Linked DNA regions of Ovis aries: region 1 is linked to region 2. Evidence: chromatin contacts called from public Hi-C data. All regions are on one chromosome and are shown on one strand. The core of a region is the stretch at or near the end of the contact, and the rest is flanking DNA. Distances in the headings are between cores, read along the strand shown. Region 1 holds the start of FKBP5 (FKBP prolyl isomerase 5). Region 2 overlaps FKBP5 (FKBP prolyl isomerase 5).

The links. Hi-C and Micro-C count contacts between places; a contact is called where the count stands out from the background.
Region 1: a Hi-C map of tail adipose tissue shows a contact between it and region 2, with 1.7 times the contacts expected there. The contact joins the promoter of FKBP5 here to the enhancer-like site in region 2. A contact is called at or near these places in 3 of 16 Hi-C or Micro-C datasets (hypothalamus, skin fibroblasts and tail adipose tissue).

What each region holds. Positions count from the first base shown.
Region 1 is chr20:9,820,342-9,823,041 of ARS-UI_Ramb_v3.0, reverse strand. FKBP5 (FKBP prolyl isomerase 5) reads left to right here and starts at 1,266. Exons shown (of 11, transcript XM_060403119.1): 1 at 1,266-1,375.
Region 2 is chr20:9,713,832-9,716,531 of ARS-UI_Ramb_v3.0, reverse strand. It overlaps FKBP5 (FKBP prolyl isomerase 5), which reads left to right. Exons shown (of 11, transcript XM_060403119.1): 7 at 781-871. LOC121817390 (a long non-coding RNA gene) reads right to left here. Exons shown (of 3, transcript XR_006057275.2): 3 at 435-1,536. Among named protein-coding and RNA genes, the nearest start is that of FKBP5, 110 kb to the left of the region's middle. Within about 2 kb of position 1,316, at least 16 of the 54 cell types and tissues checked have an H3K27ac peak or open chromatin away from gene starts, as enhancers often do. A contact at or near this core is called in tail adipose tissue, where this site is marked.

The sequences.
Region 1 (2,700 bases), core at 17-2,516, 110 kb before region 2:
GTGACTCTTGACGGTCGGGCCTTGGCAGGTGGGTTCTCTACCACTAGCACGCCACCTGAGAAGCCCCATTAAAATCACAGTAGATGCTTAAACGATTGGCATTAGTATGCAGAATTAATGCACAAATAAACTGTTTCAGTGACACTCTTTGGCATCTGGTAAAAAGGTAAGCTTCTAGGCCCTGAAGCAGGGCCTTTGCCCTCACTGAGGAGGTTTCAGCGTCAGCTCTAGTGGTTGTTTCTGCAGGTGGCACCTCTTGAAGGCAGGGATGGTTATTTGCAGAAGAAACTCTTCATAAATACCTAAATGACCCTAGGTGATATAGTGTTGAGGCCAGATGTGGAGTTAGGAGATGTTAGGTTTCAATAGGTGATTATTAAGCTCCACAGTTGTGGGACTTCAGGTTCCTGTTTCCTCAAGAATGAGATTGAGCGAGCCACTCCCTAAGGCCCAGGAGCTGCTAGCTCAGTCCCCTTCATCCCAATCTTGGTTTGGCCATTACACTCCAGGGGCCCTGAGCCCCCTCCTGAAGTCCAGCTGCTCAGCAGACCTACCCGTTGGCAGGCGGCAGAGAACACAGACATCTTTTAAGAAAACACAGAAATCCTCTGCTGTCTCAGTCACCTGGGATCTCATGTTTGAAAGGTAGAAGACGGAGGGAAAGCCTAGTCTTAACAGTCCCTGAGTGTCCAGAGGCAAGTGCTACGTGCTATGGTTTCTCCAGATGGGATTTTTTCCCCCCAGTTCCAAATGGACAATACCAGTTCCCCTGGTATTGTTTCCCGGGGCTAACCTAGCTTGCTTACCTGACGCAAACAAGCCTGGCCTGCCCCTCTCCTTCCGCGAATCAGGTCGGGTGGGCGGACAGGAGGGCAGAACTGTCAGAGAGAGGTCCCAATGTGAAGTCCACTAGCTTGCTTGGGCATTAGTTTCCCCGGAGGTAAGGGATGGAGTGAGGGGGCGTCGTTCAGTTTCCTCCCTCTCTTCCCTACAGCGCCCACAAAGGGGCAAGGGCCAGACACGTGGGCTGGCGTGGGGGAGGCGGAGGTTACACCAAGGCGGAGGTGCAAATGGCCGGGGGCGGGGCCTTATTTGCATGGACGGCGTTCGGCCGCCAATCGGGATAGGAGGAGCGACAGCCCGCGCGTCTTTTGGGGCGGACTGACAGCCCCGGGGCCCTATGGGAGGCGGGTCCTGCGGCCCGCGGGGGCGGGACTGCGCCGGGCGCTGCCCGGGGGGACTCTGGCCGCTTCGCGGGCGCTGCCAGTCTCCGGCGGCGGCGTCCGGCGCGCTGGCGGCCTGCTGGGCGGGCTGAGGGGCTGGCGGCGCGCGGCTGAGGCAGAGCGACAGAACGGGCGAGCCGCCACGGCGACAGGTACCGGCGCCATGGCCACGGGGGGGATGAGGCGGGGTGGCCGCCCGGCCCCGGGAGCCGCGTTCCCTCCTTCGCGGTCCTGCCGCCGCTGTGCCGCTTCCTCACGCGGCGCCCCAGCCCGGGAACCGCGCTGCGGGGCGGGCGGCGCCGAGACGCCTCGGAGCGGGCGCGCTGGAGGCGCCCAGGCTCCCCCGCGGGAATCCTCTGCGCCCCGCCGGGCGAGCGGGGCCGGGGCTCCCTTCGCCTCCGGGAGGCGCGGAGCCGGGCGGCCGCGGGAGCGGCTCCCCGCCCCTGCCGCGCTCTCCCTTGGGAAGACGAGGCCGGTCGCGCCCCGCTGGTCCTCACTCGGCTTTTTTTTTTTTTTTTGGTTTCCCGCCCTGGGTAACAGGTCCCGGCTCCGGCTCCTGTCTCGGCGGCCCCCGACTCGCCCGCGGCCCGGCGCCCGAGAGCCAGGCGGCCCGTGAGCCGCGGCCGCCGCGAGCGGGAGAGAAACTTCGGTCTCCCGGGCCCGGGCGGCGGGAGAAGTGGGCCGGCGGTGAGCCGTGCGCCGGGACGCATCGCGGCCGCGATGGAGCCTCGCTCACCTGGCGGGCCCGCCGAGGGGAGGGATAACGGAGCGTCCCGCCGCAGCCGCGGTCCCCGGCTTTCGGTCTGCGCTCCCGGGGCGGTGGGTGTGGATATACGCGTTCCCCGTCTTTCACCTGCCGCCCCGGGAGGGGGACCAGTGACTGGGAACACGGCCTCCCCGCCCTCGACTGCCGGTAAGAGGGGACCGGGGCAGCGCCGTTCCAACAGGTGATTATCCCAAGTGCCAGGTGAGAGCCACTGAAAAGTTGTTTCAGGGTTCGGTAATTCAGTTCTCCGGGGGCTTTGTAACGCCTTCTCCCATAATGATTTTTTTTTTTTTAAGGTGTGCTGACCGCAGTATAGGAGTCAAAAACTAGTATTGCTTGGGGTGCGGGGTGGGTGGGGAAGGTGGGGAGTGTCGCCAGCGGGTAGATTGCCTTCTTTCCATTGACTTGGCCGGGAGGAACATCTTAGTTTAAAAATCGGTTTCTGCAGTGGTGGTGAAAGCATGCATAGTAAGGTACAAGTTGTAAATGGAGAATGCAGAGCTCGAGATATCCTTCGCTGTGGTTCAGGACAGAGTGTACAACGTTTGGCCGCCATTCAGTAAATTCTGCATGAAGCAGTTTGAGCTCGTGGTTTTGGATTTACTTTACAAGAGTGGAATACGGCTTAGCTTTGAATGGGAGCTTTCTTTGCCTCTCTGAGGGCACACAGGAGTGTTTATTTTCATTGTCTTCTCGTTTTGTTAGATTATA
Region 2 (2,700 bases), core at 67-2,566:
CTCAGTAATTGTATTCAGTAAGTTTTGGCTAAAAAATGCAGTGTTTTGTAGAGTTACAGCCAGGGAGCTATGGGAATGCAGTGCAGGGTATTTCTCTTGATGAGGCCTTAGAGCTTGCTGGGGCTGGTTTTTTAAATTATATATTTTGTGTTTTCTATTATGCTTTCTAAAAGTCTTGAAGAAATACTGTGAGGATATATATCCTTTCTGGTGTGTGATCCTTTTCCCCCATTTATCTGACTGGAAATGGCACTTCTGGAAGGGGACAGCATTTTCAAGTTAAAAGCTCATTAAAACATAACTCTCCCACATAGCACTATAACAATTATAGTGTCTGTCTTCTCTAGGTCCTGATGAAGCTTCAGCCCTGATAGTCAAATAGTGGCTGTTTTTTAAAAAAGAACTAGATATAAAATCAAGCAGAGAAAAAGACAATCAAATAATGGCTTTTTTATAAAAAGAACCAAATATAAAATCAAGCAGAGAAAAAGACAGTGACATTTACAGTTATATTAAGCAAGCTGTCCCAAGGAGTCCAGGTGTTGCATCACAGAGGAATGTAAGGAAGAAGACTAAATGGAGCCTGGCTTCTTAAAAACCACAGCAGCGGTACTTGGCACCGTATGTTCTGACCAACATCTGGTTTATCTTCAGGGTCTCTGATGTGTGTAGTTTGCAAATGAGAGCTCTATGCTAATGTGATGCCTCAAGATACCGAAGGAGGTGCCTGGAAATAGACCAGTTCTTTAAAGTTGTTTTTTTTTCCCCTCTCCATTTCAGATATGGTTTTGGAGAGGCAGGGAAGCCTAAATTTGGCATTGAACCTAATGCTGAGCTTATATATGAAGTTACGCTTAAGAGCTTCGAAAAGGTGAGAAAATACCAACTTCTCTGAAATCATGACAGATTTTCTTCTCCATCTACTTCCTGTAAATTAGTATCTGACATTACCAGATGGTATAGATAGATGGTATTTGTTTCTGTGTCATGCTTTCCATGACCAAGTTTGTCCCCTGTCTCTGATGCTGCTCCTAAAGCACCGGACAACTGATGCAGCACAGCTGATACGCAACCAAGGAGCTCAGTGTTCTTATTTTGTTCCTATGTGTCAGCCTTTTTTTTATTATTATTAACTTTTTTGGGTAGAAGCCAAGACTTGTTCCCTTATTTGTTCCTAGACTTGTTCTTTTTGTACTTTTTTTCCTGGGTTGAAGACAAAAAGGTTCATGTTCTTGCCAAGCAGCTCCTTGGGGGAGTGGGGTGCAGTCTTCCAGGGCTGAACGGATTGTACCCTTCACAGGAGTTGCGAAGAGGCCGTCAGTGTGGCTCCAAGTTATTATCCAAAATACAAGGCTTCGTGGGCCACCAGGCTCCGTGACAAGGGACACAAGGAACAAATCTGTTGACCCTAGACCTTTTCTTTTCATACCTGTCCAAGTAGAAAAAAGTGTTGGCCTCAAGATCCAGAAATGGCACACCTCCTTGAGCATACTTCCATCTCAGATCCACCTCTGGAGGCTCCCGGCAGCAGCTTCCCTGGACAAACAAAACATTTGCCTGAGCTGGGTACACTGTCACATCCAGCTATGTCCCTGCCCCACCAAAGTCTCCCTTCCCTGAGAGCCTTGGGAGTGCATTTTGTAGACATCTTTCATTCCCTCCCAGCACTACCTCGATGTTCCTTACTTTAAGCTTTGACTAGAAACATGACCATTTTTATGTTATTAGACACAGAAAGGGAATCATTGTCCTGAGGGCCTCTTAATGTTGGGCTGAGAAAGAGGAGGACAGCTTTGGGATCCTCTCCTTATGGTGATGCTCCTAATCATAACACAAACACACACCTACTCTTTTCACGGCTATTGCCTGTTGTCAGGTAATGTCTTCTGAAGTCCTGATCCTCCAAAGTTGTCTTCACGGCACAAAGTGGTTTCACATAGGGGAAAGGGGATCTTTTGCACATGGTTATTTAGCCCTTTGGCTTTCTTGTTTCCATTTCAGTAAAGTAACCCCCACCCCTTCCCATCGTGGCCCTGTGGCCCTGGCCCACTTAGGCGCCCTCTCACTGCTGAGTAGTACTGTAGTACACCACAGCAAGCCTGTGCTCAGTCACAGCCCCAAGGGCACATTTGAAACCACGTGATCAATCCACGAAGATACAACAGACCAACACAGGAGCACCTCAGTATATAAGGCAGCTGTTAATAGACATAAAAGGAGAAATGACAGTAACACAATCATAGTGGGGGACTTACATCAGTGACCAGATCATCCAGACAGAAAAATCATAAAACGCAGGCCTTAAATGACATGTGACAATTAAGACAAGAGGGACTTAATTGGTAGTTATAGAGCAGTCCATCCAGAAGCACAGAATACACATTCTCTTCAAGTGCACATGGAACATTGCCTAGGACAGATCACACGCTGGGCCACAGGGCAAGCCTTGGTAGATTTAAGGAAACTGAAACTGTATCGAGCATCTTTTCGACCACAGTGCTATGAGATTATACTTGAAACCGTGTGACAGTGTGTGATGATGTTGGTAGCAACATGATTTAATTTTGTTTTGTAATATTAAGAACAGATTTATAATCCACTGAAGCTTATCAGTAAATTGCCAATGGCTGTGTCAGTGCTTTTCCCCTAAAGGGCCTCTCAGATTGTTCTGTTGACCCTTTATGATCCAGCTGTTCTTAA